Regions from separate parts of the Mus musculus genome. Here regions 2, 3 and 4 are each linked to region 1. The links are chromatin contacts, called in public HiChIP or PLAC-seq and promoter capture Hi-C maps. All regions are on one chromosome and are shown on one strand. The core of a region is the stretch at or near the end of the contact, and the rest is flanking DNA. Distances in the headings are between cores, read along the strand shown.

What was found. Promoter capture Hi-C pulls out the DNA fragments that hold promoters and counts their contacts. HiChIP or PLAC-seq counts read pairs in DNA pulled down with a chosen protein or histone mark.
Region 2: an H3K4me3 HiChIP or PLAC-seq map of embryonic limb bud shows a contact between it and region 1, with 5 times the contacts expected there. The contact joins the promoter of Vopp1 here to the promoter of Fkbp9 in region 1. A contact is called at or near these places in 9 of 39 promoter capture datasets (the 3T3-L1 cell line, 3T3-L1-derived adipocytes, the C10 cell line and 6 more), 1 of 484 Hi-C or Micro-C datasets (uterus), 10 of 115 datasets of contacts at active chromatin or transcription factors (the NIH/3T3 cell line, bone marrow-derived macrophages, embryonic forebrain and 5 more) and 1 of 9 other capture datasets (liver).
Region 3: a contact with region 1 is called in an H3K4me3 HiChIP or PLAC-seq map of fetal liver, with 4 times the contacts expected there. The contact joins the enhancer-like site here to the promoter of Fkbp9 in region 1. A contact is called at or near these places in 5 of 39 promoter capture datasets (the C10 cell line, cranial neural crest, liver and 1 more) and 1 of 115 datasets of contacts at active chromatin or transcription factors (fetal liver).
Region 4: a promoter capture Hi-C map of liver shows a contact between it and region 1. The contact joins the enhancer-like site here to the promoter of Fkbp9 in region 1. A contact is called at or near these places in 12 of 39 promoter capture datasets (the C10 cell line, the HPC-7 cell line, cranial neural crest and 8 more), 3 of 484 Hi-C or Micro-C datasets (bone marrow-derived macrophages, cerebral cortex and nephron progenitors) and 18 of 115 datasets of contacts at active chromatin or transcription factors (the NIH/3T3 cell line, bone marrow-derived macrophages, embryonic basal ganglia and 12 more).

What each region holds. Positions count from the first base shown.
Region 1 is chr6:56,828,456-56,835,604 of GRCm38.p6, forward strand. It overlaps Fkbp9 (FK506 binding protein 9), which reads left to right and starts at 3,604. Exons shown (of 10, transcript NM_012056.2): 1 at 3,604-3,972. The coding sequence starts at 3,752.
Region 2 is chr6:57,821,188-57,828,336 of GRCm38.p6, forward strand. It overlaps Vopp1 (vesicular, overexpressed in cancer, prosurvival protein 1), which reads right to left and starts at 3,938. Exons shown (of 5, transcript NM_146168.1): 1 at 3,740-3,938. The coding sequence starts at 3,793.
Region 3 is chr6:57,738,814-57,745,962 of GRCm38.p6, forward strand. It overlaps Lancl2 (LanC (bacterial lantibiotic synthetase component C)-like 2), which reads left to right. Exons shown (of 9, transcript NM_133737.2): 9 at 1-636. Among named protein-coding and RNA genes, the nearest start is that of Lancl2, 40 kb to the left of the region's middle. Within about 2 kb of position 4,693, at least 12 of the 459 cell types and tissues checked have an H3K27ac peak or open chromatin away from gene starts, as enhancers often do. A contact at or near this core is called in fetal liver, where this site is marked.
Region 4 is chr6:57,554,454-57,561,602 of GRCm38.p6, forward strand. No RefSeq gene overlaps it. Among named protein-coding and RNA genes, the nearest start is that of Ppm1k, 23 kb to the left of the region's middle. Within about 2 kb of position 3,463, at least 3 of the 459 cell types and tissues checked have an H3K27ac peak or open chromatin away from gene starts, as enhancers often do. A contact at or near this core is called in hepatocytes and liver, where this site is marked.

The DNA.
Region 1 (7,149 bases), core at 2,354-4,853:
ATAAGGCTCCCATGTATGAACATCATGAAGCACGTGTCCTTGTCGTATGGTGGGGCATCTTTTGGGTATATGCCCAAGAGTGAGTCCTGGTACTTTTATTAATAAGATGCAAGCCTAGACTGGGGAAGGTTCTGAGCTATTCTCACCCTCCAAGGCTGTCTATTTCCCAGCCACATGGTCCTTTACCTTCAATCTGAGTCTTGTTCTGGCTCACTCCGCTCTATGTGTGACCTCATGGCAACTCTTCCTAGTCCTTCCACATGGTATCTTCACACCTTCATCTCCCCGTGGTCTTTCTCTTTCATCTCTTGGAGACCCTCTGACTGAGATAGGAAGGTCCACCCTATTCTCTTCTGCTCAGATAGTAGACTGATTAGCTCTTTTATTAACCAATTAGTTAATGGAAATGGAAGTCAGTTTATTAACCAATCAGGAAATGGAAAACAACTTTTACATAACATAGAGGCCTAGAAACTGGTGATGGTTGACTATGAAATCTTCTAGACTTCAACCAGATATCAGGGCATAGAAATCAGCATCTGACTACCCAGTGCATAAAACCATCCCCCAACACCTGAATATCCCTTTTCCAATCCTTTCCTCTTCCATACCCTTCCCTCTTCTCTTCCTCCTCTGTTTCTTCTTCTGTCTCTTTCTCTTTCTGCTGGGCATTGGATCAAAAGACAGGTTAGGCCTGGACTGATTTTGTATATATTTTCTACATTTTTTACTTTGAGAAGAACTCTTTAATTACTGCATGTCAACACACGTGATATCTAGTCTTCTCTGACTTGATTTTCTTAATATAATGCTTCCAAGACCCATCCTTGTTTCTGCAGATGATTCATTTCACCCTTCTAAAGCATGTTGCAGTAAACTTGCTACTGCAGGTGTCTCGCTGAGACTGGGATTTCAGGTCCTCGGGGTATATACTTAGTATGGAATAACTGGATCACATGATAGTCCCTGCACTTCCTGTTCTTCTTTCTGTAGTCCTGGATATTGGATCAAGTGCTGAAACACTGAGCCATATTCTCAGCTTCTTTCTCACTCATTGTTATGAGACAGCGTCTTGCTAGGTTCCCTGACTTGGATTCATTCTGCAGCGCAAGCAGGCCCTGGGCTTCCAATCTGACTGCTTCAGGCTCAGAGGTAGCTTGATTACAGGCTTGTGCTACCAGGCCCACCTCAGATGTTAACTCTACTTCTAGATTTTGAATAATCTATTTCCCAAAATAGCAATGATAATTTATAGTTTTATTAAGAATGTGGGAAGCTTTTCTCTCCATATCCTCACAGCATGCTTTTGGCTTTTTGATGACAGCCATCCTAACTGAGTTGAACTGATACCTTAGTATAGGGTTTTACAATTTTTATTTATTGAAAACAATTATGTGTAGGGTTGTTTGGTCTGCATGTATATCTGTGCACCATATGTGTGCATAGTGCCTGCAGAGGCCATAAGATGGTATCAGATCCTCTGGAATGGAAGTTACAGTTGGTTGTGAGCTCCCTTGTAGGTGGTGGGAACGGATCCAGCGACCTCTGGAAGAGCAGCAAGTGCTCTTAACCACCGAGCCTTGCCTTCAGCCTCTTCATTATGGTTTTGATTTGTATTTCTTTAATTAGTGTTGTTGAGCATAAATAAAAACCTTGGAAAAAATACACACACATGAACACATTCATTTATCCTATCGAGAAATGTCTATTTGCTTACTCACATATTTATGCATTTACTGATTTTTAGTGTGAGCTGGGATTTGGATCCAGGGCCTTGCACACATGTAAGGCAGATTGATGTTGTCACGGACTGAACTACTTTACGGGCCCCTTGGCTATTCTTTAATTGGAATATTTAGTGTTGATTTTGGGGGAGGTGACGATTCTTATATCTTAAAAGTGAATCCTTCATGGGTTGCACAGGATACAAGTGCATCCTCCCTTCTGGAGGCTGGGACCTCTGTTGTTTCTGTTGCTTGTTTAAATGCCAACTCTAGATTTAATATAACCCTATGTGTCTTTTCCTTTTCTTTGCCATGCTTTTGGAGTCTTATCAAAATCATCATTTAGACCAATGTCCTGAAGTGTTTCTTTTGAAAAAAATAATCTTTATTTATATTTCCTTTAGGTGTATGCATGTTTTGCCTGCCACTGTATCTGTGTACCGGATCTGCAATGCCCACAGAAGACAGAAAAAGACCTCAGCTCCCCTGGAACTGGAGTTACAGACAGCTGTGAGCTACCACATGGCTACTGGGTATTAAGTCCAGGTCCTCCTTCCTACTTGAGACTCTGAGAAGGCTTTGCTCTGCGTAGGATAGAGGAAAAAAAGAAACCCGTGCTAACGTAACTTATCAAGAATTTGTAAGACAAAAGTTCAATCCACAGCTCACACACATATACTCAACCATCTGGTTTTTCCACAAGGCAGCAAGAACGGCCACTGGATAAAGGACCTTGTCTTCTATGAATGGTGCTGGGGAACTGAATATGCATAGGCTAGATAAACTAGAACCACATCTCTTGTATACAAAGGTCAACTCAAAATGGACGAAGACTTAAATTCAGCCTTGAAACTATTGGGGAAAAGCTGGAAGGGAGCCCTGGAAAGGTGGCCCGGCAGTTAGGAGCTGAGAGTAAAGAAAGGTTTTGATTGATTCTCAGGTTGCTTGATTCTAAAAGTAGATTGCGGTATTGATTTTCAAGGTCCAGGGAAGCAACGTGGAGCGCCTTTTTGTTCTCTTCTTTTCCTTTGATGATTTAACTTGAAGTGACGTTAGCACGGATTTCTTTTTTCCTCTCTCTCTTGTTCTGTAACTTAGGACACTCCAAGGTTTTTTGTTTTTGTTTTTTTCCAAGTAGGAAAACTGATCACTAACCTTTTTTTGAGGGCCACCTATAGCTTCTTATTAGATCGTTGGATTCTAATCATAGGCTCTATACTAATTTTTAAAGTATCTTGTTTTCTCTTCACTTTGCAGATGTCTCTGATACTTTGTTAACCAGCTCACTCAGGTAGCTGTTGTGTTCCATTTGCTCAAGTTTTATTTAGCATCTTTGCTAAAAAAAAAAAAAAAAAAAAAAAGAACTTGTTTGGTGCCAACTGCTTATTTTTCTCGTTTGTGGGTGTCTTTAGTAGATTTTGGTATCTGGATTATTTGGTAGCTTCCCAAAACAAATTGAGAAAGCTCTGTTGATTTACTTTTAATACTCCAAAGCTTTAATAAATCGAGGATTCATTTAACTAGGGGTCGCTTGTGGGATCTGGAGCGCTGGCCAAGCTGTCACGTGTTAGGAACTTAATTCACTGACCACATTAGTTCACAGCAACTCAAAAACATTCTGAGGGAAGTTCCAGCCTGTTTATTGTGTATGTACACCCCCAGTAACTAAGTTTTTAAAAAAGACTCTTAAGTTTCCTTCCTTTCCCAGAGCAGCAAGGGGAAACTGGATCCGCTGCCACGTAGGAGTCTCCATATCGTCTCTTGGGATCCGCAGTGCTCAGGCGCGGGGCCTGGCAGTCAGAGCGATCCTCTCCCGGCTTCTGGAGGCGGGGAAGGCAGAGGAATTCCCAGGCCGGTGGACGCCCCTCGGGCTGGGCGCGGCTCCTCCCCTCGGCCCGGCACGGGGCGGACGCGGGCGGCGGGGGGCGGGCGCTGCGGCCCGGGGCTAGCCGGGAGACCTTTCCACGTTTGCATCGCCGCGGCGCGCCCAGCCTTGCCCCTCGCCTCCCCGGAGTCCAGGCCGCGCGATGGCATTAGGGGCCCGGGGCTGGCGGCGCCGGTCGCTGCTCCTGCTGCTGCTCTGGGTGACCGGGCAGGCAGCCCCGGTGTTGGGCCTGGCTGTGAGCTCGGAACTTCAGATCCAGCAGAGCTTCGTGCCTGATGAGTGTCCGCGCACGGTGCACAGTGGCGACTTCGTGCGCTACCACTACGTGGGGACTTTCCTCGACGGCCAGAAGTTCGACTCCAGGTACCCCGTGCCCCCACACTCCCCAAGGACCTCCACCAGCCCGCCCCCACCCCCTCCGCCGCCCTCCCCATGCGTTTGGAGGTGTGCTGAGCCTTCAGCCATAGTTGGGACCTTAAGATTGCGGACAGGACAATTCCTCTTTTCCTCTCTGCCCCGCACAGCGGAACACGTTTTTCAGACATGTAAAATGGCCACTCAGCGAGACCTCCAAGAGTGGGTGATGCTCGCCCGCCTTCTTGGTGGTCCGTCTTGACTGGTCTCTGGGTTTCATCCCTGGATTGTCTAGACAACCCAACCTTAGCATTGACTAGTGGGAGGAGGAGGTAGGTGTCCCATAATTGCAGTCACTGTACTGAACTGTTGAGGTGTTAGGCAACGGTATATATATATATATGCACGAGCTCATTTAAATCTTTGGGGAGTTACAAGAAGAAACTTTTTTTTTTTTTTTTTTTTTTTTTTTTTTTTTTTACCAATTAAGTAACCAAGACCAGTGAGACCTGTGCAAATATTGGATTCAGGCTGTGGGAATTCAAATGCTGTGCCTGTGTGCAACTCCTGTGCCCTCCCCTTCTGGCTTTACAAAAACTGTGGGAGAGATGGCCTGGGCTTGCTCATGTAACTTAAGTTTTCAGCTCATTTCAGCCTTGCCCCTTTCTTCAGGCTGCTGTTTCTAACCCTGGGCTGTGTCCTTGTGGTGAAGCACTCCATTAGACAGGGAACTGTTGTGCCTGAATGGGCTTATTATGTACAATATAAGCAGCCACACATGAGTATGTAAAAACATTTAAGGTTGTCAGTACTATGTGGCACAAAGCAAAGGCTTAGATATGGTTAGTCCTCCTTAGTGGTAATTATTTTGGGGGGTGCACAGGGAGATTGAACCCAGGACTGTACATTCTAGGCAAGCTCTGTATTTTTGAGCTATATCCTCAGTCCTAGTCATACCATTGTTTCAGTTGTAGTTTTTATACCAACCCACCTTAATTGAGGTATTCCCCTGCTATGTAGTTCTCCTAGAATGTATAGGGCTCATGAGATGGCTCTGTGGTTAAGGCACTCGCTGACAAGCTTGATCATCTAGTCAGTCCCTGGTACTCTCATCGCCAAAGGAGAAAAATGACTCCCACAAATTGTACTCTAATCTCCACATGAATGTCATGGCACACTCTCCATAAAAAATATGCAAAAAACCTCTGAAAATATAGATTATAAGGTTGATTTTTAAAAATATTTCATTTCTTTTGGCTATATACCCAGGACTGGAACTGTTGAATCAAATGGGACTTAAGTCTAAGTTTTTGAGGCCCAGAATCTCAAAAGTAACTCCCAGTTGTCTTGTGTAATTCACCTTTCACTCCCTCCCTCAGTGTCCCTAGTTCTTCATGTTCTTTTTAAAAATTATATTTTCTGGATGTGGTGATACACACCTTTAGTCCCAGCATTTGAGAGGCAGAGGCAGGCAGGTCTCTGTGAGTTCGAGGCCAGCCTGGTCTACATAATGTGTTTCAGGATTGCCAGAGCTGCATAGTAAGCCTCTGAGCCCTCATCAAGGCTTTGATCTTTATATCCGTAATGAGGTTGAACATCTGTTCGTGCGCTCATTAGTTATTTGGTTTGTTACTTTCATATAAAGTGCTTTTTTGCTTGAACTGATGGTAACTAATAATTTCCACAGGGACAAGTTCTCCTCTCTAGGGGTGGCTACTAGGACAGTGGGAAGAGCACCTTGGTACAACCATAGCATTTATACACTGTCTACCCTTAAGAGTTCTAGTGTTACACGATTCTGAGACTGTCATTTAGCACAGGCAAGTAACTACAAAATGTCGAGACAGGCACAAGAAGAACAGCAGAGCTGGCTCTCTCTCACAAGAGGCCATACCTAGTTTTACCCTGTACCTTAACAGGGTAAAATTATTTTCATCTCAGAAGAATTCATCTACCCTCAGAAGACAGCGATGAAGATACCTCATTGTAGATCAAGAAAGTAAAGCTGAGAATATCCAAATGACTTGTCCAATCTGTGTTCTGTAGGCTGCCATAAAAATGGTGGAAGAAAAGCAAGAAGCAATGGACTCACACAGAAGGCTTAACTATATGCTAGTGTGTGTGCAAGAGGTGGGCCGTCAGCATGGAGTTCCTAGATTGCAAGGATAAGACCTAAGGAAGAGCAAAATGTCCTAGGGAGGAGATGAAGAGGGGAGTGTGGTGCGGGAGGTGGTAAGGCTGATAGCAGGGTGTGGAGGGGGTGCAATGTGTCGCCAGTGCCTGGCCTGGTTGGTGTGGTCTCAGTGAGAGTGGAGCAGACAAGTGGGAAAAGTAGGAGGAAGCTGGAGGGAAAGGTTTAAAGACATTAAATAAATGTTAAGACTTTTAATTGACATAGAATTGTGCATATTTATAGGAAACAATGTAACAGCCTGGAGCCAGCCAGCTTTGGTGAGATCTTGCTTTCTGGCTGTTGAGGTTTGGACCTTGTCTAAGGACAGTAGAAAGACCACGAAGACTTTGAATCCTGGGGCTCAGGGATCAGATTTCCCTTTCAGAAATGGCTGCCAAGGGGAGCCGGAATGCGAAGGGCAAGACACAGAGGAGCTCTTTGACTGCGTCCCTCTCAGGTCTCTCTTCCTTTGGAATTTGTGGAATGTTAGGATCTGAGGGTGAAAGTCTCTCTCTTTTTTTATTTTAAAAAAGATTTTTTAAAAAAATTATTTTTTAATTACGTATCTGTGTGTGGATATGGGCCCACGCGTGTCCGTATTCCCTCAGAGGCCAGAGGTGTCGGATCCCTGAGAGCTGGCGTTACAGGCAGTTGTATGGTGCCTGATGTGAGTGCTGGGAACCAAATCCATGCCTGCTTAAAGAGCAGAATGAAAGTTTCTCTGCAGCCCACAACTTTCATAGCCTCATACAAAGTGTGTGTAGAGAGGAAAAATTTAGGAGTTTGGACTTTGGCTTCCTTGGTGGTTTTGCCAGAAGAAAATGGTAACTGTCAGGCGGATGAGATGGCTCAGTGGATGGAGGTGCTTGTGTCTCTCCTGATGACATGCCCCCACCTCCAATAACTGTTAATAAGGAAAAGAAAACGAGGACTTGTACTCTAAGCAGCAGGAGAATCTTGTACCAGGGGTTGTTGCGTTTTGTTTTCTTTTTTTGTGTCCCTCTCAGATACTT
Region 2 (7,149 bases), core at 2,688-5,187, 990 kb after region 1:
AGTACTACTCAGCTATTAAAAAGAATGAATTTATGAAATTCCTAGGCAAATGGATGGATCTGGAGGTAGCCCAATCACAAAAGAACTCCCATGATATGCACTAACTGACAAGTGGATATTAGTTCAGAAACTTAGAATACCCAAGATACAATTTGCAAAACATATGAAACTCAAGAAGCAGGAAGACCAAAGTGTGGATATTTTGTTCTTACTTAGAATTGGGGATTAAAATACCCATGTAGGGGGTTACAGAAACAACGTTTGGAGCTGAGATGGAATGAAAGATCATCCAGAGACTGCCCTACCTGGGGATCCATCTCATAAACCGCTACCAAACCCAGACACTATTGCATATGCCAGCAAGATTTTGGTGAGAGGACCCTGATATAGCTGTCTCTTGTGAGGCTATGCAAGTGCCTGGCAAATACAGAAGTAGATGCTTATAGTCATCTATTAGATGGAACACAGGGTTCCTAATGTAGGAGCTAGAGAAATTACCCAAGGAGCTAAAGGGGTTTGTAACTCTATAGGAGGAACAACAATATAATCTAACCAGTACCTCCAGAGCTTATGTGTGTCTAGCTGCATATGTAGCAGAAGATGGCCTAGTCGGCCATCATTAGCAGGAGAGGCCCTTGGTCTTGCAAAGATTATATGCTCCAATACAGGGGAATGCCAGGGCTAGGAAGCTGAAGTGGGTGGGTTGGGGAGCAGGGCTGGGGGTAGGGTATAGGGGACTTTCGGGATAGCATTCGAAATGTAAATCAAGGAAATATATAATTAAAAAAAAACTAAAACTAAACTAAAATAAAATAAAACGAGAAAGCTCAGACTAAAACCTTACATTAAATTTGCATGTGACAAATCATTAAATGTTTTTGTTGTTGTTGCTGTTTTGAGACACAGCTTCTCCTTTTAGCCTTGGCTGTCCTGGCACTCAACAGGGCACAGCTCTCTACCGGAAATCAGGCACTGAAGATAATCATCATGTAAACGGGAGCGACCTAGAAAACACATGTTACCAGCATCCAGATAGTGAACTTCAGGAATGCATCAGAGCTCAGCCCTTGGGAGGTTGTCAGCCCTTCAAAGAAGTTTTAAATTCCCCATTAAGATAAAACAATTCAATCAGACATGGTGACCCATCCCTGTAATCATAGCATGTGGGAGACTGAGGCCTAGGCTACATAGGAAGATCCTGTCTTAAGAAGGACTGTAGCTGAATAGAGTATTGGCCCAGCATGTGTAAGGTTCAGACTCCCTCTGGTAGCTAAGAAAACAATAAAATTAAATTAAATGAACAAATCCAAGAATGCAGATTGCAGAAGAGGGCCTAGTTTGACTACTTTGTTCAAGGCCCTGAGGTCCATTCCTGGCACTTGAAAAAAAGTTCCTATGCAATGAAACAGGTTACAGGATAGAACAAAACCTTCTGCACTAAAGGATTAGGCTTTAGACTGATGATGTCAGCAGGCTGACAAGGAAAGCAGGTTGTAGGGGCATTAATATACTTTTCACTTGAACACAGGAGACAACCAATTTCCTGCTCCTCTTTCCTCACCAAGACCAGTGGGCTTTTTCCCTGACTGAAAGTATTCAGTGGTCTTTCAAATCTCCCACAAGAAGCGGGGGAGGGTCCTATAGTAGGAACCAATCAGCTTGCCTTTCTTTGTCTGGATTACCCAATCCCCTGTAGTAGCCTGAATCAGCCAACTAAGAGGGAAAGGAAGAACTCACCCCATCCCCAAACATAAAACTTTAGCACTGCCTGACACAACTCTGATTTCCAGGTCTTCTGCATTCTCTCTCTCTCTCTCTCTCTCTCTCTCTCTCTCTCCCTCCCTCCCTCCCTCCCTCCAGGTGCTGAGACCTTGTTTTTACTGCCTTATTTTTTTAAATCAGCACAGAAAAAAAGTCCATTCCAAAAAACTCTTGACAACCAACGTCACTATGATGGCATCAAATCAACAAAGCAGTAGATTAAAAAAAAACAAAAAAAAAACTGATGACAAGCAACAATCTTAGCGCATCATATTTGATGTTACTTTTGGTTTCCCTTCTCCCCCAGAAAAGCTAATTCAATTGACTTGACTCATTTTGAAGGCTTTTCCACTGCTGGCCCTTGAATGTAAAGCCTTAGAGTGTTGGCAGGTCTGCCACTTCTCTCATGTTCATTTCCTCAATAAACATCGTTCGAATACAAAAATATAGAAAAGAAAATGAAAAAATAAACACAACCAGAAAGAACACCCACCCTAATAAAAATAAAATCAGCAGTTTTGAAGCAGACTTTTAGGATACACACAAAGCTAAGTTGGAGACAGGAGTGGCACAAATATAGAAACAAGAGAACCCCAGATAATCTTCCTTACACACACACAGACACACACAGACACACACACACACACACACACACACACACACACACACACACACATGCAAATGAGATTGCCAGATTACAAAATTTACCTCAACGGAGATATGCTGAGGTAAACACACGTTTATTTTTGTAAACAGTGCTCTCTGGTTTGCTTTTCTACAGCAACCAATGTTGAATCATTACCCAGAGGGTTTGGTTTCTAAGCTTTTAAAAATATGAACAACAAGAAGAAAGAAAACCAGAAGTGGCACTTCTCAAAAACGTTAAATGTTAAAAAAGAAGAAGAAGAAGAAGAAGAGGAGGAGGAGGAGGAGGAGGAGGAGGAGGAGGAGGAGGAAGGAGAAGGAGAAGGAGAAGGAGAAGGAGAAGGAGAAGGAGAAGGAGAAGGAGAAGGAGAAGGAGAAGGAGAAGGAGAAGGAGAAGGAGAAGGAGAAGAAGAAGAAGAAGAAGAAGAAGAAGAAGAAGAAGAAGAAGAAGAAGAAGAAGAAGAAGAAGAAAGGAAAGAGAGAGAGTGAGCGAGAGAAACAGAAAGAAAAGAAAAAAGAGGTATTTCAAAGAAAAACGAGCAATCTTTGCTCTGATCCGAACTTAGAGCTTGGAGAAACTGTTCCCTTAACTCTCCTGGAAAGAAAGACTTTTCCTCCAGCATAAATGAGAATCTTTCCAAGCACCGCTGACTCCCCAACCAAGGAAGTTTACAGTTTTCTGAGGCAGGACAGTGATAGTCAGAGGGGCATCCTTACCCACTTAAACTGACTTTATTAATACAAAAATCTTTCAAAATACTGAAGCTGTGGAGGTATGAACAAACCTCCAAACCCCAATCCATATTTTACACACCAGATTTTACACATCCACTCTTTTGCCTTTGAATGAACCCGCTGGAGCAGGAAGGGTGGTTCGCGTCACAGGATGTCGCAGTTCAGTCGACCGCAGCCCCGCTCTAACCCTGGCTGTACCTCGGCGGTGCTTCCACCCACCATCAAGTTTCCGCGGCTTCACAACAGTACACCAACCACCCAAGCTCCCCGTGGGATTTTTCTCCTCGCCTCTAAAAGCCTGCACTTCATCTCCAAAGGCAGAAATGTCCCTGTCCCTCCTACCAGCTGCGGGAGGCGCCGCCCCAGGCCCCGAGAGACAGGGAGCGCGTGTGGACACGCACAAAGGTCCCTCCCGGGGACGCAAGCCCGAGCAAGCAGCGAGAGGGAAACGGGGCGCCGACAGGAGGAGGAGGCGCGCAGGGAGGACAGGGGGTCCCGGCATCAGACCCCTCCGCCGCCCCACACCGCAGACTCGCGAGCTCCGCAATGCCCTTCCCGCGTCCCTTCTCCCGAAGGCGCGGGGAACCGGCGGCCCTACCTCCACTAGCAGCCCGAGCAGCAGCGCCGCCACCCTGCCGAGCCGGCGGCCCATGGCTCCAGCGAGGACCGTCCGAAGCCGGGCTGTACGGCCAGCTCAGGGCCAGTCCGCACCCCGGGACGGGCGGGTGGACTCCGGGGATACGAGCTGAAGCCGGCAGAAGGACGCGCGGCAAGCCGGCGGAGCTCGAGGACGTGCCAGGCCGCCCTCGCCGCGCGCCCCCGATCCACCTCACGGGCGCGCGCTCGTGGGCTCGGAGCCTGCAAAGTCTGTGGAGCGCGCTGCGGGACGCGGAGACAGCGGGGCTGGGTGAGAAGACGGCCTGATGTCTCCTCTCTCGGAAGAGACCATCTTGTCTCACCTTGATAGTTCTGGGAAGGTTTTTATAGGACACCGGGTTTGGGAGCTGGGGGATGGATACGGATGGACCCATCACTGGGTCTTCCTGAAGTTTCTAGCCACGGAGACATTCTCACTGAGGTTCCTGTAGGTAAGGTGGGAGGTCCACTCCGCCCCAGGACAGTTAAAACCACAAGGAAAGGACAGCTGGTTGCAAAAGGTTAGTGTAGGTTTATGCCAACATCTTTCTGCCTGACTCTGCTAGGACCCCACCTTTGGACTCCACAGTGCACCTCACCTTTGAGGTAGGCTCTTTGACCATAGGGAATTGCTGCTAACTATTCTTACTTTCTCTCAGACATTCCCCTCTGGCCCCTCTCCACACACACATAACAATAAGGCTCAGATGACATCTGAATTTACTGAACTTACTGAAGCATTGGTTGAACTTGTATCAGACCTGAGCTGGAGGCCAAATATGTAGAGGTGAACAAGAAAACAGCTAGTTTAAACTATGATGCGTAACGCTGAGTACAGAGATCAGGAAATAGAATCAATCCTTTAGGTTCAGAGAGATCCCTAAACAAGTAGCAACACTTGCCAGGAAAGGCTGAAGATTTGAGCTTCTCCCTGGATATGTAAGATGGAAACAGAATCGTCTCGTTGTATCACATGGGCACATGGCATACATGCATACCTTCAGACAAACACATCACGCACACAAATGAATTAATTTTTTTTTTTTTTAGCAACTAGAGTTCGTTAAATTACAGAACCACCTCCAACAGGATATGGAGGGAAGACAGAAAAACGGATCTCTCACAGGCGAGTCTTAAATACTTTGCCAACTTTCAGTACACATACTTGGTTAAGATAGAGCATACACCATGAAACTATACCTGCTATAACTGGCAAGCAAAGAAGGAAAAAAAAAAAAACTGGCCTCATGATTACCCTCAAATTCCATGTTCCAACACAATAATAGCTTCCTGAAGTTTTATAGTAACAGGATAAAAATAAAAAATCAAGCCCTTTAGTGGAGGCACTAAGTAGATAGGTTATAGTGGAGCAGGGAAATCTCTGCTTTGGCCCTGATGATATTCTTAATTCTGGTCACTAGAAGCAGTTTCTTTGGGGAGTTGTTTCTGTGCACACAGAATTGACTCAAAGCCTGTAAAGGATCGTTGGGCTATGGTAACTTTGTCTTCCTTACAAATCTTTTTTGTAATAATTTTTAAAATTGTTTTAAAGAATTTCGTGCATGAGTATGTATATTTCCTTTTTTCATCTTCCCCTCTCCAATTCCACCTGTGGCCCCTCCTACCCCCTCTCAAATTTATGATCTCATCTTCAATTGTTATTGTCACATTTATACACAACACCTATGTCTAGTGCATTATATTATAGAACGTACTGAATGCATTTAATGTTGCTCATATAAACACATTTAGGGCTGACCACTTGGGACTAGATAACCTAAAAGGGGTTAATTCCTGGAGAAAACTGAACTTATATATGTAAGTTCATGTATATACATATACTTACTCTCTTGATTTTGACTAGTTGTGGATCTCTATAGTGGCTTCCATCTACTGCATAATAAGGAGCTTCTTTTGGCAAGCAGCGTGAACAATGTTCATCTGTGGGTATGGGCATAAGTTTTCAAGAATACAGTTAAAAACCTATATTGATTTAGGAAAATGGCAGTGGTAGGTTCTTCTTTAAGGTTTATGACCTCTGCAGTTCCAGGTAATTGGTTAGGTTTACAGTACAAATAATTCTCACCTATTGATTGAGCAGCCCCCAAGTTCACTTAGACAGCTGATAGTTACCCCAAAGACTTAACTACAGCCATTAGCCATTGGGTATGTCTTGCTGGGCCAGTCATTTTTGTGCTTTGCTGGATTTATCCCTGGGTAAACGTTTTGATTGTTTTTCTCCCTTGTCAATTTACATAACACCTTCTGATGCTATAGCAGCTAATCCTCAGGGAAGAGGCTTCGAGATCAGTTACAGTTAAATTCTTCTAAATTCTGTGTCTACAGCAATAAGATTTTTACCTCCAAGTTCTGAGAGGCAACCAAGGGCAATGCAAGTAGCCATTTATTTATTATTTTGGGAGTCCTTTGGACAATCCTGACCAACAACTCAAAGGGAGGCTTCCCACTTCTGGTTGTCTTCATTAGGGTTTCTATTGCTGTGAAGAGGCACCATGAAAACAGTAACTCTTATAGAGGACAACATTTAACTGAGCTTTAGTCCATTGTCATTGTGGCAGGAAGCATGGTGGTCTCCAGTAAGACATGGTGCTGGAGAAGGAGCCACGAGTTCTATATCTGGATTAGCAGGCAGTAAGAAGAGAGACACTGAGGCCTGACTTGAGCATTTGAAACCTCAAAGCCCATACCCAGTGTGGTGTAGCCTTCCTTCAACAAGACCATATCTACAACAACAAAACCACACCTCCTAATAGAGCCACTCTTTGGTGACAAAGCATGTAAATCTATGAGCCCATAAAGGCCATTCCTATTCAAACCACCACACTGGGACTGAAGTTTTCATTGGATGGTCTATGGTTATTGGGGGAGCATTGTCACCCCATGAGGCAAAACTTTGTTTTAAAATTTGGATACACATATTGTGTATATTTTATATAAGTTTATAAAATATTTCCCTATAACTTTTTCAAGCATTCTTAGTGTTATTTTTCTTTTCCTCCTCCCTCTGAATTATCCTCCTTCCCTCTCCACACTTAACTCTCAATCCCTCACCACTCCATTTCCCCTTTCACCTTCATAACACCCGTGTCTTACTATCCCCCTGCCTTGAGCTCCTTCTACCCCATCACCCTTAGTTTCTTCCTACTTTTCTATCTTCTGCAGTCACTCCCAATTATACACCCAAAAAACATTTTAAAAAAAAGTGAGCAAAGGTCTGCAAATAAGAAAGACTATAGCATTTGTCTCTCTGGGTCTGCGATACCAAAATCGATATAATACAATCTAACTCCATCCATTTACCTAAATTTTTCATGATTTAATTTTTCTCTACAGTAGAATGGCATTTCATTG
Region 3 (7,149 bases), core at 3,443-5,942, 910 kb after region 1:
AAGCACCTGGGGCCGTCTTGTAAACCTGCATCAATGTGGAACTTGTACGGCCATGATTTTGGCCAAGGGCCCTCAGAGTAGCAGCAGTAGTAGTGACTCTCCCCAGTATGTTTACTTATACTTGTTTGGTAGATACTATTATCTTTTTGACCAACATGCTGAGGGAAAAATAAAATGACCATAGAATAAATGGAGATGATTTTTTTTACAGATTTCCTTTTAAGACAGGTGGATTGACACCTTCCTGCTTACCACTAGGTATCAACACATGTGCATTTCAGTGACGCCATTGACTTCCTTCGTTATATCCACTACATGTGCTGCTGTGCATCCCATGAGGCTGCAGCCCCAATCCCATGAGGTAAAGGAGAAATGGCACGTGAACCAGGATTTAGGGGTCACTTATGGCCATTTCAGAGTTATAAATGTTTAAAATTAAATTTAAGAACATCTCACTTTTGTTTCTTAGGCTTGTACTATGTCAACAACTGTACTCTAAATGTGTTGGAAAGCTTAAAATATGTACACACAAAATAACATTTTGAAATCTTAAGGGAAAACGTCAGTGTTCACAAAAAGTGTTTGGGGTTCTTTGGTTTTGTTAATAAAAGACAGTTTTGTGGTGATGACTTATGGAGTCTTAATATTTTCTCATTTCTTTTTCAGTTCAACAGTGTTAAAGTGGGTAGTTCTGTGATTATCTTGGTTGTTATCTCTTGGTCACCAGCTAGCTTCTGTAGTTATGATCAAAACAATGCAAGCAGGCATGTGGCAATACCAGCAAGTTCTGTCCTCCTTCTGAGAAAGAGATTATTTGAAAGCCTTTAGAGTAGTGTTCCATGGATGCTTGAATAGTCAGAATTTGTCATATCACCTTCTCCCACCATAAAGAAGATTGAAGAAATTAATATATGTGGTTTTCCTGATGATGTAAAAGGCAAGACTGAGGTTAGGAGGGAGGGGTTGGATATAGCGAGTAACCAAAGGGTTGTTCCTCGTGATTCAAATAAGGAAGCCTTTAAGAATGGTAGTATAGATCAGGCGGCAGTGCCTCTCCAACCGGATTGTTTATGAGTGTCTTAGTTACTTTTCTATTGCTGTGGCAAATCAGCCAAGGATACAAGAAAACATGAAATTTAGGACTCATGGTTCCCTGGGGTTAGAGCCCATGATTATAGTGGCAGGGACAGCAGGTAGACATGCATGGTGCCTCCTGAGCCATAGGAAGAGAGACCTAAGTGGGTATGGTATGGGCTATTGGAACATCAAAGCCTACTGCCAATGACACTCCTCCTTTAACAAGGCCACACCTCCTAATCCTCCCCAAACGATTTTACCAACTGGGTACCTAATATTCTAATATATGAGCTTATAGGGGCCATTCTTATTGAAACCACACTGAGAAAGACTTGAAGAAATACCATGAGGATTGTGTTATTGCTTGGGTCTGGGGTTGAGTCAAACACTTAAAGATCTTGTGGCATCTGCCTGTCTTCAAAAGCAAGGAGTAAGTGCTGTGGGGCCCTGGATGCTTCCACCTGAAATCAGCCAAGGATAAAAGAAAACATGAAATTTGGGATTCATGGTTCCAAGGGATCCATGACCATAGCGGCAGGGACCATGGCAGCAGGCAGGCAGGCATGGTGCTCACCTGAAATGAAGTGACAGCAATTCAAGAGGAGCATTGCCTGGAGCTATGTTTGGAAGTGGGAAATCTAGAGAACTCTTTACTCACAATGCATGTACTTAATGCTATATGTCATCCATGTATGTATTTCATATATGTTAATGCTCTATTTCATGTCCTCTAACACTTAGATGTTAGTCAGTTTCCCATCACTATGCAAAATACTCAAAAGAAACAATGTAAGAGAAAGAAAGTTTATTAACTCAGAAGTTTCAGTGTGTGCTTGAATGATTCCACCGCCTATGATGAGGTACCGCAGACCCTCTGGGTCCCTTTGTCTGCATGGAATGAGTCTCTGGGGCAGTTAGGCAAGGCGTCAGCAGGTGACAGACAGACCAACAAGCGAGATTGTGTAGAATCTGAATGTATTTTCACAAAGTGAATACCAGTCTTATATAGTACAGAAAATACAAGGGGTCTGAAGTCATAGCAGGCAAAGTACATTGAAGTTGCCTGACACAAAACAAAGGAATGACTTCAAAAGGATTTACAGGAACCAGGTAGATGTTTACAGTAAAGATAAAGCAGTCCTACCTAGGGTCAGCTTAGTGACAGGTAAGGATTTCACACTCTTTGATCCTTGTGAAGGCCAGCACCAGGGGGTTCTGCTCTTAGTAGGCCTCATGAATAATGCAACATCACAACCCCACCTCCCCAACACCCCATTTCCTAGGCCTTGCCAAACTCCTACATGAGTGTAACTTTTTTTTTTGATTTTTATTTCACTGCATTTCTTTTTTTTTTTTAATTTTTTTATTAGGTATTTTCCTCGTTTACATTTTCAATGCTATCCCAAAGGTCCCCCATATCCACCCCCCCAATCCCCTACTCACCCACTCCCCCTTTTTGGCCCTGGCATTCCCCTGTACTGGGGCATCTAAAGTTGGCAAGTCCAATGGGCCTCTCTTTGCAGTGATGGCCGACTAGGCCATCTTTTGATGCATATGCAGCTAGAGACAAGAGCTCCGGGGTACTGCTTAGTTCATATTGTTGTTCCACCTATAGGGTTGCAGTTCCCTTTAGCTCCTTGGGTAATATCTCTAGCTCCTGCATTGGGGGCCGTGTGATCCATCCAATAGCTGACTGTGATCATCCACTTCTGTGTTTGCTAGGCCCTGGCATAGTCTCACAAGAGAGAGCTATATCTGGGTCCTTTCAGCAAAATTTTGCTAGTGTGTGCAATGGTGTCAGCATTTGGAAGCTGATTATGGGATAGATCCCTGCATATGGCAATCACTAGATGGCCCATCTTTTTGTCACAGCTCCAAATTTTGTCTCTGTAACTCCTTCCATGGGTGTTTTGTTCCCATTTCTAGGAAGGGGTAAAGTGTCCACACTTTGGTCTTCCTTCTTCTTGAATTTCATGCATTTAGCAAGTTGTATCTTATATCTTGGGTATCCTAAGTTTCTGGGCTAATATCCACTTATCAGTATGAGTGTAACTTTTAAGTATCTGGAGAATCTCCACTTGTCAGGAGAATTCACCAACTTGCTTCTAATATGCAATGCAGCCTGTACTGAAGATTTCTATCTCAGTGGGATTCCCTGGCTCTTTTATGATATTCCCTTGTTTGGGTGAGATTTGCTACTGTCCTTAGTAAATATTTTGCAGACCAGCTCTGAGCTACTGGCTCCATCTTTTGTAATACTTAATTAGTTATTGAATAGGTAACGTCTTTACTGCATTCCTGCCGGATTCTAAGCTCATCGTTCCATACACCAGACTAACAGGGGATAGGGTATGAGTATGTGGGTAAATGAGAACGCCAGAGCTCCAGGAGGTGAGTTTCTGTGAAACTCTTTTCCTCATAAGTGCTTACAGACTTTTCAGCCTGTCAAGCAGACTTGACCGGAGTGTGTGGCAATGAGGAGCATCATCATGGCACCAGGAGCATGTTACAGAGCAAAGTTGGTAGCCAGTAAGTGGAGGGGGCAAAGACAAGATACTTCCTCTCACTAGATGCTACCACCTATTTTAAACCACTATCCAGTGGTCATTATTCATGAAATAATTAGGAAAAGGATTGATGAGGTTGGAGCCCCCAGGATCTAATGAGTCCCTCAAAGTCCATAACATAAGGCCTCTGGAAACCGTATTAGATTCAAAATATGACACCTCTTCTGTGACAGCTTCATCTTGCCAATCTGGGTTTGCTAAGCATTTGCAAGAAGATGGTGTCCTTAAGTATTGAGAGATCCACATAACAAAGGAACAAGAAAAAGGGGGGGGTGTAAGGGGGTTTCTTTACCTTTCTCTTTGGCAGTCATACATGGACTAAATCATTATACTGGATTATAATTATGGTGATCCTATAATTCATTCAAAATTCCTATTCCTTACAATGCTACTTTATTATGGCTACAATGGTTCCCACATGTAAGCAGGCAGAACTTAAGAGTTGCAGGAACAGGAAGCAAAAATTTCCTAGTGAGTCACTAGGTTATAGTGAGTGGTTGATTTCCTGGACCTGTAGATTGGAGAAACTGTACCACATATTGGAGGCTGATTGAAAGCATATACTGCCTTCTGAAGAATCCCGCCCCAGCCATATATGCTGCTGTCACCTAGTTGGTGCTATAACTGTGTCTTCAAAAGGCCATTCCATTTTTTTAATAGACCAGCTGCTTCAGGATGGTGGGGAACATAGCAAAACCAGTGGATGCCATGGTTGTGGGCCCACTCTCTCACTTCTCTGTCTGTGAAATAAATTCCTTGGTTTGAAGAAATACTGTGTGGAATACCATGATGGTGGTTACAGATTTGCCTTTCCTACATGTAACGCTTCTGCCAAAACCACCATATGTGTACATATGTAACCAGAGTAACTTTACACACAAAACCAGACAGTAAATTGTTGTCCTGTGTTGTGGAGATCCTTCAGCTTTGGAACAGCAGGACTGGCTCTTTTCAGAATCCCAACCATTGGCAGATGATATAGATGTTGAGGCAGGCTAATTCAGAGCCCTGAATCTGGGCTTGAGTGGTAGCTGAGCTGGTCAGCCCGTGACTCTTCCTTATCTGAACCACCAGGGTGAGCTCTCCACCATTGCTTTGGCTAGGCCACTCAAGGCTACCATTGGAAGAATCCAGTGTTTGTTTGTTTGGTTGGTTGGTTGGTTGGTTTTGTTGTTGTTGTTTGTTTGTTTTTGGTTTTTCGAGACAGGGTTTCTCTTTATAGCCCTGACTGTCCTGGAACTCACTTTGTAGACCAGGCTGGCCTTGAACTCAGAAATCTACCTGCCTCTGCCTCCTGAGTGCTGGATTAAAGGCATGAGCCACCACACCCAGCAGGAATCCAGTGTTAGCACTCCTGATCTTATGCACTTGGGGCGGCTCACTCACACCCAGCTTCCCAGAGTCAGCTTTACTATGTTGCCCAGTCAAGGTTCAGGGCCCATACTCCCAAGTACTGCAGCCTGTGAGCGGCTGGGCCAGTTTTCCTACTCTTGAACCCTCAGAGATGGCTCACCTATGCCTTCACCATCAGGGTCAGCTTCACTGTATTTCCCAGGCAAGGCAAAAGGGCCACTCTCCCAAGACCTACAGCCAGAGAGGGAGCTGGGCTAGCTCCCCAACTCTCATGACTCCAGGGGTAGCTCTTCCTACTACTAAAGGTTGTGAGTCAGGGAGGAAGAGGGCATCAGCCCTGCACTCACACCACCTCAGGCAGGTGAGTGGTGGGGCCAACTGTCCCATGCTCTTTCCTCCAGGACTGGATTAGCTATGCCCCTACAACCAAGGTCAGCTGTACTGTGCTGCCCAGGTAAGGAGCAGGGTCAGTTCACCTGACTGCTGCAGCCAGTGAAGGGCAGGATCATCTGTCTTGTTCTCATGACTCCAGGGTCAGCTCTTCCCAACTGTTGTAAGTGGTGAGGGTCAAGTGGGGGCAAGGCATCACCCCCGTACCAATACATCATGGAAGACAAGTGACAGGGCCAGCTATCCTAAGCTCTCATCCGCTACATACTCAAATATTGTGGTGGCTTCCAATGTAGGCTGGATGACATTCTCCACCCATGCTGCTTGGCATAGCAGTAAGAGGGTACCTATTGTTTGTCTGTGCCATGTGCTATGCAGCAGGCCTGTAGATTCCATAGAGGTTTGAAGGTCTCTGCCTTCCCTCTCTTACACTGTGCTTCCTGGACTTGATTTTTATGAGTCCTAGGCATAAGACAGATTTGACCATTGTAGTGGTATGAATAGGGAGCTGCATTCAAGTTCCCACAGACTTCCCCACTCCCACCTCCTCCAAATTGTGATGCTGCTGCATTCGAGCGTTTCTATGTCCATGCACCTCCCAAGTCCACTTCTTTTGGAGGATGTAGAGGTATCAGGAGGTCCAGTGTCCTAAGCCTCCCACATTACCAGATAGTCCTGATTGTTCAGTACCTCAACATCAAACAATGCTGCGGACCCCACCACCACCACCACCATACACACAAACACAGCGTGGCATTTTAGGATGGCTCTCTGGACTTTTAGACTCATACTCTAGTAGCCACCATCAGCATCTCTCATCACTAGAACTTATACTCATTTGGCTCCTCTGTCCACATGGTTGCCATTCCTTGGAGACCACTTGTATTCACAGTAACACTATAATTGTTCGCACTCTCCGGCTTCTATCACTGGCACAATGGGTTGGATCTCCACTGGCACCTTAATTTCAGCTTTTTCTTCTTTCCTGCCTTCTTTTTTTTTCTCTTTTCTTTTTTTAAGCTTCTGAAACACTGAGGGAAATTTTCTGTTGTTTATAAGCTGAATGTACTAGGAAATCAAGATAGGAGCAGTTTTGCAAAGAAATGCCTCTGCAATTAGATAGGAGGGCTGTTTAGACAGGACAACACCTTAGAGTAAAAACAAAGTGACACAGAGGGCAGAATAAAGACTCCTGCCTTACTTAGCTGGATCTCTATGAGTTCAAGACTAACCTGGTCTACAAAATTAGTTCCAGGAGAGCCAGCGCTGTTACTCAGCTAAACCCTGTCTTGAACCAAGAAAAAAGATTCAGGGCTACAGTTATGTGGACAGAGTGGAGGGAGGAGGCAGGCTACTTAGCTATATCTTTTCTGGTGCTAGGAAAAGCATCTGCACGATGGTGATAAGGAAAGAGGCATGGGCTGGAAAGATGACTCAGCTATTAAAGGCTAGGCTCACAACCAAAAATATGAGGAACTGGGGTAACTCTCTCCAGGTCCATCAGGTTCTATTTTGAACATCATCTCCCCATTCATTCAGATGGCAATTATACTAGGCAGCTTTGCATTGCTGTAACAAATAGCAAAGGAAACCAATGTTTGGCTCAGTATTCCAGGTTTCATCTCATGATGATGGGTTGATCTTATTGCTTGGGCCTGTGATGAGGAGCTAAATTATCCAAAGGTTCATAGTGGAACAGAGCTGTTCATCTCATGGCCAAGGATAAAGATAAGGTTCTTTGGGAGCTTAACGGGGAGGTTCC
Region 4 (7,149 bases), core at 2,213-4,712, 730 kb after region 1:
ATGGCCAAGAACCAGAGACTGTGTGTCCCAGAGGCTTAGGGTAGAACCAAACATGACTGACAAAAAAAAAAAAATCAATGAAATGATTTCTAATGATATTCTACTATATTCATAGATCTATGCTTTGTCCAGTAGTCATCAGAGAGGTTTCCTCCAGCAGCAGATGGGACCAGATGCAGAGACCCACAGCCAGGCATTATGCTGAGAGAGAGTCTAAATTGGAAGTCTCCATCAAGTCCCCATCCCTTATAGCTCAGGGAACCCCATGGGAGTGGGGGAAGAAAGATTGTAGGAGTCAGAGAAGATGGAGGACAACAGGAGAACATGGTCCACTGAATTAACTAAGGAGGACACATATGGGCTCACAGGGACTGAAGCAGCAAACCTGGTGCCTGTGTCGTCCTGTGCCGGATCCTCTGCATATACCTTGTTGGCTGTTAGCTTGGTTTTTTTGTGGGACTCCTAACAGTGGGAGTGGGTTTATCTCTGACTCTTTTGCCTGCTCTCTGGACTCCTTTGCTTCTGCTGGGTTCCCTTGTTCAGCCTTGATATGTGGGTTGGTTGTCATCTCTTGGAGGTCTTCTCTTTTCTGAAGAGGAAATGGAAGTGTGGATCTGGTGGAGATGGGAGGTAAAGAGGGGCACCTGGGAGGTGTGGAGTGAGGGAATACTGATTGGGATGTATTGTATGGCAGAAGATTCTAGTTTCAAAAAAAAAAAAAACATTTAATAGCTTTCACAGTCTCTAAAATCTGTGAACTATATCAATGGTCTAAGTTACCACATCCCAGCTACTTTACTCCATTTTTTTTCCTTTTAAGAGACAATTTGTCAATCATCCTTATTCTCACTCCCTCTATTTTCCTCCCAATTATCTTATTAACTTGAATCTGTATATACTTCATATTGCCCTTGATAGTTTATCTTTCAGTAGTTATGAAGTCAAAGGGTCATTGTTATTAACTGGTTAGGATGACACTTGCAAAGTGGGAATATCCAGCAACCATATTGTTCTCATAGTTAATATTCTTCTTGGGGAAAATATAAAGTTTGTATTAGACATTCTGAGCTCCTAAACTATTTTCTGAACCATGTACCTCAGATGTATCATTGAAAATTCTTCAACTGACAGATTATAGTTGATTACCAAATAAAGGAAAATACCCCAGATGCATAAATTACCTTGAGAAAATATAAGAAACATAAAATCCAAAGCAACATGACTCCTCCAAAAATTACTAATCCTCTAGTGATGTAATCTAGCTACCCTGAAATCCCAGACAGATCATTCAAAGAAATTATTATAAGTATTTCCTATGAAATAAAATAAGGAAAATAAGCTCTCAGTAAGAACACAAACAGCTGAAGGAAATTTTGAAGGTGAGGTGAGATATGAAAGAAGAATCAATAAATACACAGAAATCTGAAGACAAACCAATCTGAATGATTGGAAACCCTACAGAAAGTCTTTGCAGTAGAATGGATCAAGGAAAGCATCAAATAACTGAAGACAGAGCGGAGGATCTGGAACTATCACACAAGAACAGAGATAAAATCCTAAGGAGGTACTGGGGAATTCCAAAATTTACAAAATACTCTGAAAACACCAATTGAACAAAAATTAGGTGCTGAAGGAGAAGAATCTTGTTCAATATCACAGAAATCATTTTCAAAAGCATCACAATGGGAATATTCACAGAGTTACAGAGACAGAAACAAATTCAGATACACAAAGCTTTATGACATCAAGCAGACAAGGCCAGAAAGGAACCTTCCATCTCAGACTATAAGTAAAACATTAAATACAAAGAAACAAATATTAGGAACAAAGAAAGCATGTTGAAAGAAACAAAGACAAAACACCAAGTCACATAGTAAGACAAATCATCAGAATAACAGAAGACTTGTCAATGGAAGCGTTACTTGTTGTCTCTAAGAAATGTGCCTCACCATAAAAGATGGGTTTTTACTTAGGGTAAAAAATGGAAATATCACTTTATGGACTAAATGACATCTACAGGCCATTATATTATATCCAAACACCACAGAAAATACATTCTCTACAGTCCATGTGACTGTTTTGTTTTGTTTTGTTTTGTTTGTTTTTTGTTTTTCAAGATGGGGTTTCTCTGTATAGCCCTGGCTGTCCTGAAACTCACTGTGTAGACCAGGCTGGCCTCAAACTCAGAAATCCACATGCTTCTACCTCCCAAGTGCTGGGATTAAAGGCATGCGCCACCACGCCAGGCCCATGTTACTTTCTATAAGCTAGATCATATTTTAGAACCCAAAGGAAGTCCCAATAAATACAGGAAAATTAGAATAACGTAATGAATTCTGTGTGATCACAATGGAGTAAGACTAAAATCTACAGAAAGAGAAACCCCAGAGCATAGGCAAACTCAAGCCAACTCACTGCTACATGATGAATGGAAGAAATCAAGAATTACTTTTTAAAAAGTTCCTAGAATCAAATGAAATCACCACATACCAAAACCTTTGGGATACAATGAAAGCAGTCCTAGGAGGAAGGTTTATAATTCTAAGTGCCTGTTTTAAGATCCCAGCGAAATCTCAGACAAATAACTTGATAATATATGTTGGTGTTGTGGTAAAGGTAGGGTAGATCAAACCTAAACCAGTAGATAGAGAGAAATGATTAAGATTAGGGCAGAAATCTACGTAGTGGAAAAAGGAGCAAAAGTTTGTGCAGTGGAAACCACAACAGCAGAAACAAAAATACAAAGATCAGTAAACAGAGTTGGTTATTTGAAGAGATAAACAAGATTGACAAATCCTTATCTGAAGCAACCAAAATAAGGAGAGTGAAGACTGAAATTAACCTAATTAGGACTAAAAATGAAGCCATTACAACACATAGCAATGAAGTTCAGAAAATCATTAGGCTTGTGCCTTAAAAACCTGTATCTACTAAATTTAAAAAGTCTAACGAAAATGGATATGAATTTCTAAATGCTGAGAGTCTGCCAAAGTTAAATCAAAATGAGATGGATACTTTAAACAGGTATGTAATGAGCAGTGAGCTTGAAGCAGTATTAAAAAAAAAAAAAATCTCTGTACCATCATCGAAAACAGTTCAGGCCCAGAAGGATTCAGGGATGAAGTTCACCAGATCTGCATAGAACTAACACCAGTGCTTCTCAAAGTATTTTGTAAAGTACAAAGGAACATTACCAAATTCAGGGAAGTTAGGTACTAATACAAAAACTAATAAAGATGCAATAGAATTTAAATACAAAATTAGTAGCCTTCCTATATATCAATGAAAAAAATATATTGAGAAGAAAAATCAAGAAAACAACTTGTGCTTTTTGTCATCTTGACATAAGCTAGGGTGGTTTGGGAAGCGAGAAAGTCAATTTAGGGATTACCACCATCTGATTAGCTTGGGTACAAGTCTGTGAGGGCATTTCCTTGATCAAAGATTAACGAGGATGAATGAGGGCAGGCCCAGTCTGAGCATAAAATAATACTGCTGGAGATAGAGCCACAGTAATGAATAAAAACAAGGTGTGCTGGCACAATGACAGACACATTGATCAATAGTATGAAATGGAGAATGCAGATACAAAGCCGTGCCACGTCAAGCCCTGGATTTGGTAAAGAGGTCACCAGCACACATCAGGGAAAAGACAGTATTGTCAACATATGGCTCTGGGGAAATCTGGAATTTGTATGGGTAGCATTTGATCCTTATCTCTCATACTGCACAAACATCAACTCTAAATGGGTCAAGAGCCTCAAAGTGAGAACTGAACCTCTGCAACTGTTACAGAAAAAAAAGTAGGAAGTAACTTTAAAATATAGGCACAGGTAAGGCCATTCTGAAGAGGACTCTATCCCTTAGAAAATAAATCCAATAATCAACACAGGGGACCTTAGGAAATTAAAAGACAGCAAAAGAAACTGTCAACTCAGAGAAAAGGAAGCCTCCAGCAAGTAAGAACATCTGGCAGGAATGCAACAGAGGATTAGTATTTAGAATACACAAAGAACTCAAGAAAACAAAAGATCAAGAAAATGATCCAATAAAAAAGGGAGCGGGTATGGAATTGAGCAGAGAGCTGTCAAATACAAATGCCTGGCAAATGTTTTTCAATATGTTCAACATCATTAGCCATCTAAGATATGCAAATTAAAACTATTTTGAGATTCCATTCACCTTAACCAAAATGGTTAGAATCAAGAAAACAAGTGTCAATAAATGCTTGTAAGAATGTAAGAGAGAGAAACCCTGTCTCGAAAAACAAAAACAAACAACAACAACAAAAAGAATGTAAGAGTGGGTTCCTGTTTAAGCAACACCCTGGCAAACAAGTGCTGACAGCCTGGCAACAAAGCATCAAGAGCCTGGCGTGGCGGGGGATGGGCCTTCATAAGCTCAGACTCTTAGTAAACTCTGGGGCCTTGATCAGTAAAAAAAAAAAAAAAAAAAATTAAGAGTCAGCTAACCTTATCCATTGTTACAAACATGGAACTCACTCTGGTGCTTTCTTTCTTTCTTTCTCTCCTTCTTTCTTTCTTTCTTTCTTTTTTTTCTTTCTTTCTTTCTTCCTTCCTTCCTTCCTTTCTTTCTTTCTTTCTTTCTTTCTTTCTTGCTTTCTTTCTCTCCTTCTTTCTTTCTTTCTCTCCTTCTTTCTTTCTTTCTTTCTTTCTTCCTTCCTTCCTTTCTTTTTTTTTTTTTTTTTTTTTTTTGTTTTGTTTTTCGAGACAGGGATTCTCTGTATAGCCCTGGCTGTCCTGGAACTCACTTTGTAGACCAGGCTGGCCTCGAACTCAGAAATCCACCTGCCTCTGCCTCTCGAGTACTGGGATTAAAGGCGTGTGCCACCACGTCCAGCTCATCTCTGTTGGTTTCTTACAAAGCTAAGAATAGAAATACCATTTGACTTAGCTATATCATCCCAGGGCATATACTGAAAGCATTACCATATTCTACTACAGAGGTATTTGCACATCCATGTTCAGGGTGGCTCCATTCACAACAGCTAGAAAATGGAATCAGTCTAGACACTCACTGCCAGATAAATGAATAATGAACTATGCTATCCAGGTACAATGGTATTTAATCAGTTTAAAGAAAAAAAAATGATATTATGAAATAGGACATAAGATCATCTTGTCCAGAAACAATAACCATTGTTCTTGGTTGTCAACCATAACTATATATTAAGGTCCTATTGCTGAAAACAAAATGCATTTCAGTGGTAGGATGCAGAGAAATCAAACTGGAATTGGCCTGGAAACTTCCTGCTAGCTACCTTTCACAGTGTCAGAAAGTGCTTTGGGAGAGAATAGTTCTTAATTGTATTAAACAGTGGTGAATCCTGTATGTTACAGTTCTGACCTGCCAGGTTATGTGTGTTGGTGCAACCATGACATGACTGTTTTAATTGTGTTTCAGGTTTGCTCCATGGGAGGGAATTTTTGCCTGATACGTAATCCTGGCCAAAAGCTATAGTTTAAATGTCATAGGTGGTGGTGGTGGTGGTGGTGGAGAAACTTAACCACTAAATGGACATTTCAAACTGTCTTTTAAATGTTTCTGTTTATACCCATGGTGCTGATTTCACCCTTAGTCAGAAAAGGTTTTTTTGTTGTTGTTGTTGTGAACAGCAATCAATGTAGAAACTCATGAAAGAAGGTCAACGTGACTGACCTGAGGATAGTGACTGTCTGGTGCTCATCCTTAAACAGATTAGGAATTTCAACCTCCCCCAGTGCTCAGGGAACACAGTTGAAGAGGAAATGGAAAGGCACGACCTGGAGGATGAGAAGATGTGCTATGAAATGCTGTCTTCTGGGTATGACATGACCACTGCACCACTAACTCATAGCAACTTTGGTATGCACAATATCAAAATGGTTAGCATTCCATCATGAACAGGGGAGAGGCTTATGAGGTTCTTCTCCTAGATGAGGAGCTATTGACAGTTAATGGCTGTTGAGAGAAGGAAGTCACTTTTCTCCTGGGGTGTGTCTACTGGTAGGTTGCTCATCCTGGGGTGGATTGCCCCACACCCATGTGCATAGTGATTTCATTAGTTGGACTCAGGTATTTTTTAAAAAATGAAGGTAAGGATGTGAAGATGATAGGCTGTGTTGGTGAGTCTTGGGGTGTTGGAGTGGGGAGTTGATAGTGCCTACGATCAACATTCAGTATTTAAAATGTTCTTCTAAAAGATATATATTTACAAGTTGTAGTGTAATATGAAAATTTTGTGTGAATGGGATAATCTGAAACTGGCTTCCTGAACTCAGCATATTTCAAGGTTTACTAACATCATAACATATATCAGATATAACATATAACATATATTTTACCTCGTTGTTCAATAATATTTAATTGTATAACTGTATCACCTTTACTTTACTCATTCATCAGTTGACAGGTATTTGGTCACATTTCTGTTGTAGATTTGATTGAGACAGTGTCTTTCTATGTATCCCTAGGTGGCCTGGAACTTACCAACTAGAACATTTGGCCTCAAACTCATGGGTAATCTTCCTGCTTCTGCTTACTGAATGCCTGCTAGGATTACAAGTGTGTGCACCACACCTGGCTCTGTCTGTCTGTTTGTCTGTCTGTCTGTCTACCTATTTATTTATGATACAGGATCCCATGTAGCCTAGATTGTCATAAATTTAATATACAGCCCATGTTATCCTTGAATGTCTTATCCTTCTTCCTTGACTTCCCAAATGCTGAGGGCCATAGGCATCACCAGACAGACACATGTGACAGGGTCAGAGTCCCTGAAGATACCAAGAGAGGCTATTTATGAAGATGCAGTCTCAGTTTCAGTGGAGGCCCCAGAATTTTCAAGATTCCAGGGCTATAGGTTATTCTCCAATAACAGTGACAGGTATGCGATGGGGTTTGCCTGACTGTTAGACAAGCTATGTGTATTTCAGATGGTCAAGCTGGAGAAGTAGGAATGCCCAACCCCCTGGAGTCCTAAAGACCCTGAACTACCTACACTATTGGATTTTGGTGGTTCTTTCTTTTAATCTGATTGTACCTGTGCCCTGGTGTTCTCCCTTTGAAATAAGTATAAAAGTTGCTTTTGATTTTTACAGGAGGTCATAGGTAAGAGACTTTAAATTCTTAATGATAACTTGGACTCCC